2 separate regions of the Macaca mulatta genome follow, and region 2 is linked to region 1. A link is a contact called in public Hi-C data. All regions are on one chromosome and are shown on one strand. Each heading gives the region's core, a stretch centred on a gene start, on an enhancer-like site or on the middle of the called end of the contact. The rest is flanking DNA. Distances are from core to core; before and after follow the strand shown.

Evidence for each region. Hi-C and Micro-C count contacts between places; a contact is called where the count stands out from the background.
Region 2: a Hi-C map of liver shows a contact between it and region 1, with 2.1 times the contacts expected there. The contact joins the promoter of ZNF140 here to the promoter of ZNF26 in region 1. A contact is called at or near these places in 3 of 14 Hi-C or Micro-C datasets (CD4 T cells, blood and liver).

The regions. Positions count from the first base shown.
Region 1 is chr11:140,324,623-140,330,261 of T2T-MMU8v2.0, forward strand. It overlaps ZNF26 (zinc finger protein 26), which reads left to right and starts at 2,226. Exons shown (of 4, transcript XM_077955944.1): 1 at 2,226-2,730. The region is part of intron 1 of ZNF268 (zinc finger protein 268); the gene reads left to right.
Region 2 is chr11:140,423,552-140,429,190 of T2T-MMU8v2.0, forward strand. ZNF140 (zinc finger protein 140) reads left to right here and starts at 2,873. Exons shown (of 4, transcript XM_077955954.1): 1 at 2,873-3,316. All of the region lies in intron 1 of ZNF268 (zinc finger protein 268), which reads left to right.

The DNA.
Region 1 (5,639 bases), core at 976-3,475:
GACTGGAATGCAGTGGTGGGATCATGGCTTACTGCAGCCTCAACCTCTCAGGATCAAGCATTTCTCCTGCCTCAGCCTCCCAAGTAGCTGGGATTACAGGTGTATGCCACCACACCTGGCTAATTTTTAAAATTTTTAATTATTAGGAGTATATAGTAGGTGTATACATTTATGGATTACATGAGACATTTTGATATAGAATGCATATTATTATGCAATGCATAAAAATCACATCAGGGAAAATGGGGTATCCTCAAGCATTTATCCTTTGTGTTACAAGCAATCCAATTATACTTTTAGTTATTTTAAAATGTACAATTAAATTATTTTTGAGTATATCCTGTTGTGCTAGAAAATATTAGGTCTTATTCTTTCTATTTTTTCTACCGAATGACCATTTCTATCCCCCCCAGTGTCCCACTACTCTCCAGCTGCTGGTAACCATCTTTCTACTCTTCATCATCATGAGTTCAATTGTTTTAATTTTTGGCTCCCACAAATAAGTGAGAATATGTGAAGTTTGTCTTTCTCTGCCTCGCTTATTTCACTTAATATAATGATCTCCAGTTCCATCCATGTTGTTGCAAATGACAGGATCCATTCTTTTTTATGGCTTCCTAGTACTCCATTGTGTATATGTATCACATTTCCTTTATTCATTAACCTGTTGATTGGCACTTCAGTTACTTCCAAATCTTGGCTATTGTGAATAGTGCTGCAATAAACAAGGGAGTGCAGACAGCGCTTAAATATACTGATTTTCTTTCTTTTGGGTACATACCTAGGAGTAGGATAGCTGGATTGTATGGCAGTTCTATTTTTATTTTTTTGAGGAACCTCCAAACTCTCCACAGTGGTTGTACTAATTTACATTCCCACCAAGAGTGTACAGGTGTTCCCTTTTCCCCATAACCTCACCAGCATTTATTATTGCTTGTCTTTTGGATAATAGTCATCTTAACTGGGGTGAGATAATATCTCATTGTAGTTTTGATTTGCATTTCTCTGATGATCAATGATATTGTGTACCTTTTCATATACCTGTTTGCCATTTGTATGTCTTCTTTTGAGAAATGTCTATTCAGATGTTTGGCTTTTTTTTTTTTTGAGACAGGTTTCACTCCTGTCATCCAGGCTGGAGCACAATGGTGCAATCTCGGCTCACTGCAACCTCGGCCTCACGGGCTCAAGCAATTCTGCTGCCTTAGCCTCCCAAGTAGCTGAGACTACAGATGCATGCCACTGCATCCGGCTGACTTTTGATATGTTTTGTAGAGACGAGGTTTCGTCATGTTGCCCAGGCTAGTCTCCAACTCCTGGGCTCATGCGATCCACCCACCTCAGCCCTCCAAAGTGCTGGGATTACAGACGTGAGCCATCGCCTGGCCATTTTGCACATTTTTAAATCTCGAAAGGTTAATCTACAATAGTGGTATTATCTGTGGGAGTAATTGGGGAAGCTGCATATCTTGTGACCAATCTACATCTTAGAATTCAGGCTCCTCTCCTCCCCCCAGCTTTGTGGTCTCTCATAGGTTTACAAAGGCAGTTGAGTTTTGGAAAAGGGTTATCATTTAAACTATAACCTAAGTGTCTTCCAAAGTTAGCTTGGCCTAAGCCCAGAAGAGCCAAAGGCGCGTGGGGTCGCGGGTTTGATTAGATTAGACCTCCCCCACGGCGATAATTTTCTCACTGATATAATTTTTGCAAAGGCAGTTTCATTATTGGTGTGGTTCTATTTATTTGTCTTTAACATCTACTATAGTTTCTTCTTTATGAAGTTGGTTACTCTATTATTTGGTGCACTGATTTCCAAACTGTTATTTAACCCTACGAATTGCAGCTTTTAGCTTTACAAAGCGTCCTTTTTTGCTGTGCCTTCTGGTCTGAACCCTATCTTGTTTGATATCAAGACCTCAGCACGCCTGCGTCTCTGCTGGGGTCAGACTTTGACTCAGTTCTACAGGCCCTGGGAAACTGGGCGTCCGGGCTCCGAGGATGGTACTGAACCTGGCGCAGCCGGGGGAGGGTGAACCAGGTGCCGCTGACGGAGCCCCCTCCCAACCTTCCTTTCCTGTCAGGCTGTGCCCCTCTCCAGATACGCTGCAGCCGGAAGTCAGGCCCGTAACTAGGGAGCCTTCGCCGAGGATTGTGGGAGATGTAGTTTTTCCGGGCGCTGTGGCGTCCTGGCGCATCGACGCATGACGCACTTCCGCGTGCGCCACACACCCTGTCTTAGTCGGGTGCGCGCGTGCGGGGCTGTTTCCGGGTTAGACTCAGTGGACCGAAATCTGGCCAGTGGGTGAACCTGGCTAGCCTCTGTGACCGCGGAGGCGCGGAGCTAAGCGGCTGGGATTATCCGGGGCAGACCAGGGACTTGACCAGCTAAACACCTCCGTCGGTTCGGGGCGTGGACGGAGCCAGGCTAGCCGCCTGCTCTCCCGAGTCAGGGCTGCTGAACGGCACAAATCCATCGGTGCGACTCCTGGTACCCAGACCGGGAGGCCGTCTAGTCACGCGCGCTCCGCGTTGGGCGAGAGCTGAGGAGCCGGCGTCCCTGCGAGCGACTCAGCCCCGGGACGGTCAGGTGCCTGGGGCCCAGGACCCGCACCTGTCTTCGTGCGGACGCATCCCTCGCGGTCTCTCCGCAGCCCGCGGGTCCTGCCCCCTAGGCAGCGCACGAACGTGGGCGTGGGGATGGCCACCAGTTTCCGGACAGCTTCGTGCTGGGTAAGTAGAGACTTTCCGTGTTTAAAAGTCGACTGGATACTGAGGGTGGCCACGTTGATCTCTGCAGGGTTACTCCCGGGAACTGAACTCACGTTCACCTGTAATTGTGTCCATAGTTCACTAGACTACCCTCCCCGCCAAACCGAAGCTCCTCTAAAGCTCACCCAAGCTCTGGTCCTGCAGAAACGTGCCTCGTGGTAATCTGTGACGGGCAATTATACAGCACTTCATTGCCAGCTGCGGGCCCTGAAATCTGAGGATCCTCCATCTTTTCGTGTTTTCTACAGAAAGTTGTCTTACGCAGACCGTTGGAACTTCGTTGGAGAAATTACCAGTTCCTCCTCTTTCGTTTGGCCAAATGCTTGTTTATGGAGTGTCTTTTTGTGTGCTGAACTCTAGAGCTGGTGCTGGCAATGCAGAGATAAGTTATGTATGTTCCTGATTTTAGAGGAGCTTTGGTTTGGTGGGGAGGGTAGTCTAGTGAACTGTGGACACAATTACAGGTGTATGAGTAGGGAGAAAAGGCTAGGAGCGGAGCTCGAGAGTCCAAGAGGTAAGGGGCGGGCCAGGGGATCATCTGGACTTTATGAATGATTGACGGAGTGAACCAGAGGGGAGACTTTACAAGGGACTTGATTGCCAAATCCATTGCACTCGGTGAGTGGTGGCGACGACGTTGCCGGATGTTGTGCTCTGCCACTGAGCTATACAGCTGGAGACTAGGAAAGCTGTTAGAAGAGGGACCCTGGGAGAGACTTTCGCAGGTGTTGAATATCCAATGCCTATATTTCAGCCTGTAACTCACATGGGAGGTCTAAACTGGAAATATCTAAAGACACCTTACTGTATTCGTGGAAGCTCAGAGTGTGACCAACTAGAACCCTCAAGAGGACCGAGGTGAGGACTCAAGTTAATGAAAGGAAAGGACACAGTGAGGAAGGCTGTGGTGCTAAAGAAGTGAGAGAAAGTTAGGAGTGGATATTTCCCCCCTGTGAGTTTGTTCCTTTGTCAGAGATCAGTTGACTATATTTATATGGGTCTATTTCTGGGCTCTTTATTGAGTTCTGTTGGTCTATTTGTTCTTTCACTAATACCACACTACCACACTGTCTTGATTTTTGTAGCTTTAAAATAAGTGTTTTTTGTTGTTGTTGAGACGGGAGTCTCGCTCTGTCGCCCAGGCTGGAGTGCAGTGGAACAGTCACAGCTCATTGCAGCCTCGAACTCCTGGGCTCAAGGGATCCTCCCGCCTCAGCTTCCTGAGTAACTGGGATTACAGGCACGTGCCACCACATCTGGTTAATTAATTTTTTTTTCTTTTTTTGGTACAGATAGGGTCTCACTGTGTTACCCTGGCTGGCCTGCAACTCTTGGCCTCAAGCACTTCTTCCTCCTTGGCCTCTCAAAGCATTGGTGGGATAACAGGTGTGAGCCACCGTGCCCAGCTTATAAGTCTTGAAGTCAGGTTCATTCTCCCAACTTTATCCTTCTGCTTCAGGATCCTGTTAGCTAATCTAAGTCTTTTGTCTGTCTAAATTTTATAATCAGTTCGTTAACATCTGCAAAATAACTTGCTGGGATTTTAACTGACAGTGCATTGAATCTGTAGATCAGGCTGGGAAGAGCTGAAGTCTTGAATATTGAGTCTTCCTATCCATGAACATGTTATATCTATCTAGTTCTTAGTTTTCGTTCAGCAGTGTTTGGTAGGTTTTCTCATATAGATTTTATATAATATCATTATATATTTTGTTAGACTTACGCCTAAGTATTTCATTTTTGTGTGTGCTACTGTAAATGGTATTGTGTTTTTTATTTCATATTCAGCTTACACCTGTGTACAAGAAAGGGGTTGACTTTTGTACGTTAACTTTGTATCCTGCTGCAACCTTGGTATAATCACTTAGTTCCAGGAGTTTTTTGGTGATTTTTTTTTTTTTGAGATAGAGTCTCTCTCTGTTGCCCAGGCTGGAGTGCAGTGGCGCGATCTCGGCTCACTGCAACCTCTGCCTCCTAGGTTCAAGTGATTCTCCTGCCTCAGCCTCCCGAATAGCTGGGACTACAGGCTCATGCCACCACTCCCAACTAATTTTTTTGTATTTTTAGTAGAGATGGAGTTTCACCATGTTAGCCAGGATGGTCTCGATCTCCTGACTTCATGATCCGCCCACCTTGGCCTCCCAGAGTACTGGGATTACAGGCGTGAGCCACCGTGCCCAGCCACTATTACTATTTTGAACAGACTAGGTCAACTAAGAATAAGAAAAATAGCTAGGCATGGTCAGGTATGGTGGCTCAGGCGTGGTAGCTCAGGCCTGTAATCCCAGCACTTTGAGAGGCCAGGGCAGGTGTATCATGAGATCAGATGTTCAAGACCAGCCTGGCAAACATGGCGAAACCCTGTCTCTACTACAAATATAAAAATTAGCCAGGTGTACTGGTGCGTGCTTGTAGTCCTGGCTACTCAGGAGGCTGAGGTATGAGAATCGCTTGAACCCAGGAGGTGAGGGTTGCAGTGAGTCAAGATCGTGCTACTGTACTCCAGCCTGGGTGACAGAGCGAAACTTCATCTCAACAACAACAAAAAAAGAAAAATAGCTAGGCATGGTGGCTGACGCCTGTAATCCCAGCACTTTGGGAGGTTGAGGGCAGGAGGCAACTTGAAGCCAGGAGTTTGAGACCAGCCTGGGCAATGCAGAGACCTTGTCTATACAAAACAACAACAACAACAAAAAACCAAGTGTGCTGGTGTGCACCTGGAGCCCCAGCTACTTGGGAGGTGAGGTGGGAGGATCACTTGAGCCCAGGAGTTCAAGGCTGTCGCACCACTGTACTCCAGCTTAGGCAACAGAGTGAGACCATCTCAAAAAAAAGATAAGAAAAAAGTTTTAATTTTACTTTCACTTATT
Region 2 (5,639 bases), core at 1,623-4,122, 100 kb after region 1:
TCTCCTGTCTTTTCACCAGGTCAGTGAATTTCCTCTTTTTTTGCCCTCTTCCATTTTGTATAATGGGCTTTTTCTTTTTTGTCTCTCTTTTTCATAAACTGTTCCCTTGATCTGGAACAATACTCCTTTGACTCAGTGGGTTGAGTTTTCCCTTACCTCGTATTTCAGTTGGTGTTCTTCAAGGACAGGGATGTGACTGGCTTGCTTCCCCAAACCTCTCCTACATGCCCAGGACAGTGCCCCACACAACGCTGGGAGTAAAGGCGCTCCCAGGTCACTGGGCGTCCAGCCCCTGTAGATCCAGTGCCTCTTTCCAGAAGGCTTCTGGGGGAGGGCTCCAGCTGGAGCACATGAAAAACCAGGGCCGCTCCAGCGTCTGCCTTCCTTCTCAGGTAACATGAGCCTGCTCAAGGGTGTGCGGTTCCCAAAGGGAGAAGCCGTGGCTGTGCCAGTACCAGGTACAGTCGGGGTCGTCCATAAGGCCACAGGGGACTCGGGGTCGCATCCTCTGAGACCACTGTTTCAAGGTGGCCAGGGAGTGTTGCACCGATTCTGGTTATTACAGTTATACGAAGCCAAAGTGTCAGAGGTGTTTGAACCAGAGCAACTCCATCTTGTGTTTTTATTATCATTATTTGCTGTTGTTGTTGTTGTTTTTTGAACAGCCTCGCTCTGTCGCCCAGGCTGGAGTGCAATGGCACCATCTCAGCTCACTGCAACCTTCACCTCCCAGGTTCAAGCAATTCTCCTGTCTCAGCCTCCTGAGTAGCTGGGATTACAGGTGCGCACCACCATGCCCGGCTAATTTTTCTATTTTTAGTGATGGGGTTTCATCATGTCGGTCAGGCTGGTCTCAAACTCCTGACCTCATGATCCGCCAGCCACAGCCTCCCAAAGTGGTGGGATTACAGGCGTGAGCCACCACGCTTGGCCTTGTTTTGTTTTTTTGAGACACAGTTTCACTATGTTGCCCAGGCTGGAGTGCAATGCCAAGATCTTGGCTCACAGCAACCTCCACTTCCCGGGTTCAAGTGATTCTCCTGCCTCAGCCTCCCGAGTAGCTGGGATTACAGGCGCCTGCTACCACACCCGGCTAATTTTTGTATTTTTAGTAGAGATGAGGTTTCACCATGTTGGCCAGGCTGATCTCAAACTCCTGACCTTGGGTAATCTGCCCGCCTCGGCCTCCCAAAGTGCTGGGATTACAGGCATGAGCCACTGCTCCCAGCAACTCCATCTTAAACAAGAGCTGGGTAAAATAAGGCTGAGGCATACTGGGCTGCGTTCCAAGACCGTTAGGCATTCTAAGTCACAGTATGAGACAGGAGGTCAGCATGAGATACAGGTCATAAAGACCTTGCTGATAAAAGTTTACAGTAAGGAAGCCGGCTAAAACCCACCAAAACCAAGATGGCAATGAGAGTGACTTCTGGCTGTCCTCAGTGCTACAACTTCCACTGTCAGAGGTGGTTGAACTAGGGCAACTCTATCTTTAGTAGGGGTAGATAGAGTTGGGTAAAATAAGGCTGAGACCTGCTGGCCTTCATTCCCTGGAGGTTAAGGCATTCTTAGTCACAGGATGAGATATGAGGTTGGCACAAAATACGTGTCATAAACACCTTGCTGATAAAACAGGTTGCAGTAAACAAGCCGACTAAACCCACCAAAACCAAGATGTGTGATGAGAGCGACCTCTGATTGTCCTCACTGCCCACCAGTGGCCATGGCAACATCAGGAAGTTACCCTATATGGTCTAGAAAGAGGAGGCATGAATAATCCACCCCTTGTTTAGCATATAATAAAGAAATAACCATAAAAATGCGCAACCAGCACCCTCGGGGCTGCCCTGCCTATGGATTAGCCATTCTTTATTCCTTTACTTTCCTAATAAACTTGCTTTCACTTTATGCATTCGCCTCGAATTCTTTCTTGTGCGAGATCCAAGAACCCTCTCTTAGAGTCTGAGATCCAGACCCCTTTCCAGTAACAAAAGGTCTTGGACTGAAGTACTGACTCCACAGTCTTTAAGTATCCTAGTTATTTAATAGTTGCGGTCTCGGGCTCTTGTTGGGTCGCGGTGGGTTCTGGGAAGTGTAGTTCGCCTGAGTCTCCAGTTCCTTGTCTCTGGGCGGTGTGTGCACGCCAGCGAGGCACTGTGGGAGTCGTAGTACGGGAGGAAAACCCTATACCCTCTCTCGTGGGCCGCAGGAGTTTGGGGGAAATCTAGTCGCTAAAGCCCTACATAGTCTTCCGGCTTTGGGCGTGGCCGCGATGCACTCTGGGAGTCGTAGTAGGGGAAGACAGTCCTCCGCCCTTTTGCGCAGGGTCGCAGGAGGTTCTGGGAAGTGTAGTTGCCTGAAGCTCGTGTTCTTTGTCTTTCGGTGATGTGCGCGTGGCCTCAAGGCACCCTGGGAGTTGTAGTGGGGCGGGGAAAGTCATTTGCTTTCTCCAGCGGGGTCGCGGTTGTTTCTGGGAAGTGTGGTTGCCTGAGTCCCGCGTTCTTCGTTTCTCGGCTGGTTGTGCGTGTGGCCGAGAGGCACGCGGGGAGTTATAAGAACCGAAAGCCCTGTGTGGTCTCCCGCGGGGGGCCGCGGTTGTTTCTGGGAAGTGTGGTTGCCTAGGTCCCGAGTTCTTTGTTCCTAGGCTCTGGCGTGGGAGGACAGCCCTATGCTCTGGAGCGCGGGGCCGCGGGGCCTTCTGGGAATTGTAGTTGTCCCAGGCCCTCGTTCTTTGTTTCCTCGCGCGGGAGCGCGGCGCTCTGGGAGATCCAGTAGGAACGAAAACCGTATGCCCTTGCGCGCAGGGCCGCATTTCTGGGAATTGTAGTTTTTGAGGCAGGCGGCCTGGTGGGGTGACGTCCGCGAGGCTTCTGAAGACGCATTCCTGCGACGCCCGCGGTGGGGCCCTCGGGGGCGGCTCCGAGCGTCTGGCCTGTGTAGGCAAGGAAAGGAGAACCCCGGTCTGCGCCGGATGGCCCCGGGCGGTGACTCGGTCCGGAGCCCCGGAACGCGACACCCACCTGGCCGGAAGCACAACGGAAACGCGCCGTCCTGTGGCCACTGTTAGGTGGCCGGGTTCTGGGGAGGCGCGCCGTGGCAGGAGGAGAAAGCCGGCGCCGGTGGTCCAAGCGCCCTCTCTCGGGGCCCCGCTCTCTACGTGGGAGGCGCGGAGCGGGGACCACGGGAATCCCCAGTGCGGGATCTAGTGACTTGGGCGCGGCCTAGCTGGCCCGTTCGCTCAGGGCTCCTCTCTCTGCCAGGTCTGCCATTTTACACTTTCTGATCTCCTCGGTCCCTTCTGTGAGCTATGTCTCAGGTAAGCTGATGATATATATATATATATATATATATATATATTTTTTTTTTTTTTTTCTTTGAAAGACAGAGACAGGGTCTCCTCCTGTCGCCCAGGCTGGAGTGCAGTGGGGCGATCATAGCATCCTGTAACCTCAAACTCTTGGCCTCAAGTGAGCCAACCCATTGAGCCTGTCTCCTCTTTTCTTTGTGAAGTGCAGCCGTATTTTTCAGGACTTGGGACGTGGCTTTCTCTTACAACCACCTGCCTGGCGGAACCCCAGGACCCTGTCCCCTGTTCCTCCTTTTCAGGTGCTTATACTTAAGTATACATGAAGAGAGTGACAGGAAACTATCCAGATGTGGGCGGGATTTCTGACCTGGCTGGTATGTTTTAGGGTGGGAGGGTAGGGTGCCAGCTGTTACATTGCCTCTTCTTCCCACAGTATTAGAACGAGGAGTGCTTTGCGTTACTCCAGCGCCCCTTCATTCATTTATTGAATATGTTCTTACTGAACCTCTACTTTCAGTGGTTCCCACAGTGTGATCCTTGGACCAGCAGTATCAGCATCATCTGAGAACTTGTTAGAAATGAATATTCTTGAGTCCTACCCCAGACCTTCTGAATCAGAAACTGGGAATTTGGCCCAGCAATCTAACAGTCCTTCCAAGTGCTTCTAACGCTCAGCTCATTCTATGTCTGGAGGATGCAGAAGTGACCAAAACAAAATCTCTGAACCCATAGAGCTCATTTTTCTGACATGACATAAGGAACACATTTTTATTTTGATTGGGGCTAAGAGTTTGGCTGGTAATTGTGCTTCACAGCAGTGGGGATAACAGGGTCAACTATTCAAAATGAGTCCCTCATTTTCAGTTCCACTTCTTTGTCCTACTTTTTGTCATACTTCTCTCCAAATTCAGAGGCTTTCTGAGTTTTTCTAGGGAATCCAATTTTCACCTCTGCTGCAGATCTTGCTGTGTAGGAAACAGCTGCTTTATTAGTCAACAGTCTTTAATCACTTTTTTATTAAACTTCAAAACTGTAAAATATAACTGCCATCCATCTGGGGCTGCTACTAGTTTGAGACCTTTTAAATTCCCATTCATGCCTTATAGATCTATGTGGATCACTCAAGTGGTGCAAAACCAGGCTGCAAAGCAAGGGCTTCTATATTTTTCTCCCTAACTCCGAGGGAAAGTGCTTTAGGTTCTATCCTGGGAGGTGTTACATTCTCTTCTTGCAGAATCAAGATTCTTTACTGCCTATCCTCCTTGTTCTGTGACATTGACAAAATTACCACTAAGTTTCACAGGTATTTATTTAGGATTAGGGGTGACTGGAACAAACTTGAGACTATATGCCCCATTTGAAGGGTTCTGCTATTATCTGCTATAGCCAATTATTACCCTGAAGAAATTCTGGCTGAATTATATTAAAATAGGCTGATATTGGCCGGGCGCGGTGGCTCACGCCTGTAATCCCAGCACTTTGGGAGGCCGAGGCGGGCGGATCACAAGGTCAGGAGATCGAGACCACGGTGAAACCCTGTCTCTACTAAAAATACAAAAAATTAGCCGGGCGCGGTTGTGGGCGCCTGTAGTCCCAGCTACTCGGGAGGCTGAGGCAGGAGAATGGCGTGAACCCGGGAGGCGGAGCTTGCAGTGAGCCGAGATCGCGCCACTGCACTCCAGCCTGGGCTGGGCGACAGAGCGAGACTCCGTCTCAAAAAAAAAAAAAAAAAAAAAAAAAATAGGCTGATATTAAGGAAAATATACATTATTTATTAACATAAAGGAATACTGTAAAATCTTAAGAATTTTTACAACCAATGCCAAAAATCCATATTGTTCATATGTATAATCCTTTATTTTGAACAAAACTGTAAATTGTCTCAGGACAGATAATTTATGTTTTTTCTCCTTTTCTCCAGTTATGCAACAAAACACAAAAGCTAGGCTCTTCATTATATAATTACTCAGAATTCTGAAAACTCCCATTGTTGCTACTTAGACACATTGCCTAACCTCCAGAGTGAGACTCATTTTATACTTGCAGGGAGTTTGGGAGCATGGGTCCTGGTCATGCAGATATCTGTGTGTCATTTCAGGGGTCAGTGACATTCAGAGATGTGGCCATAGACTTCTCCCAGGAGGAGTGGAAATGGCTTCAGCCTGCTCAGAGAGATCTGTACCGATGTGTAATGTTGGAGAACTATGGCCATCTGGTCTCACTGGGTAATTATTCCTCTTCATCTCCCTCAAGTCAAAATTTGACCTTTAGGGTGGCTGTTACAATTATCTGGCTGAATATTCCCAAGATAGGTATGGGGTTTCTTAAAATT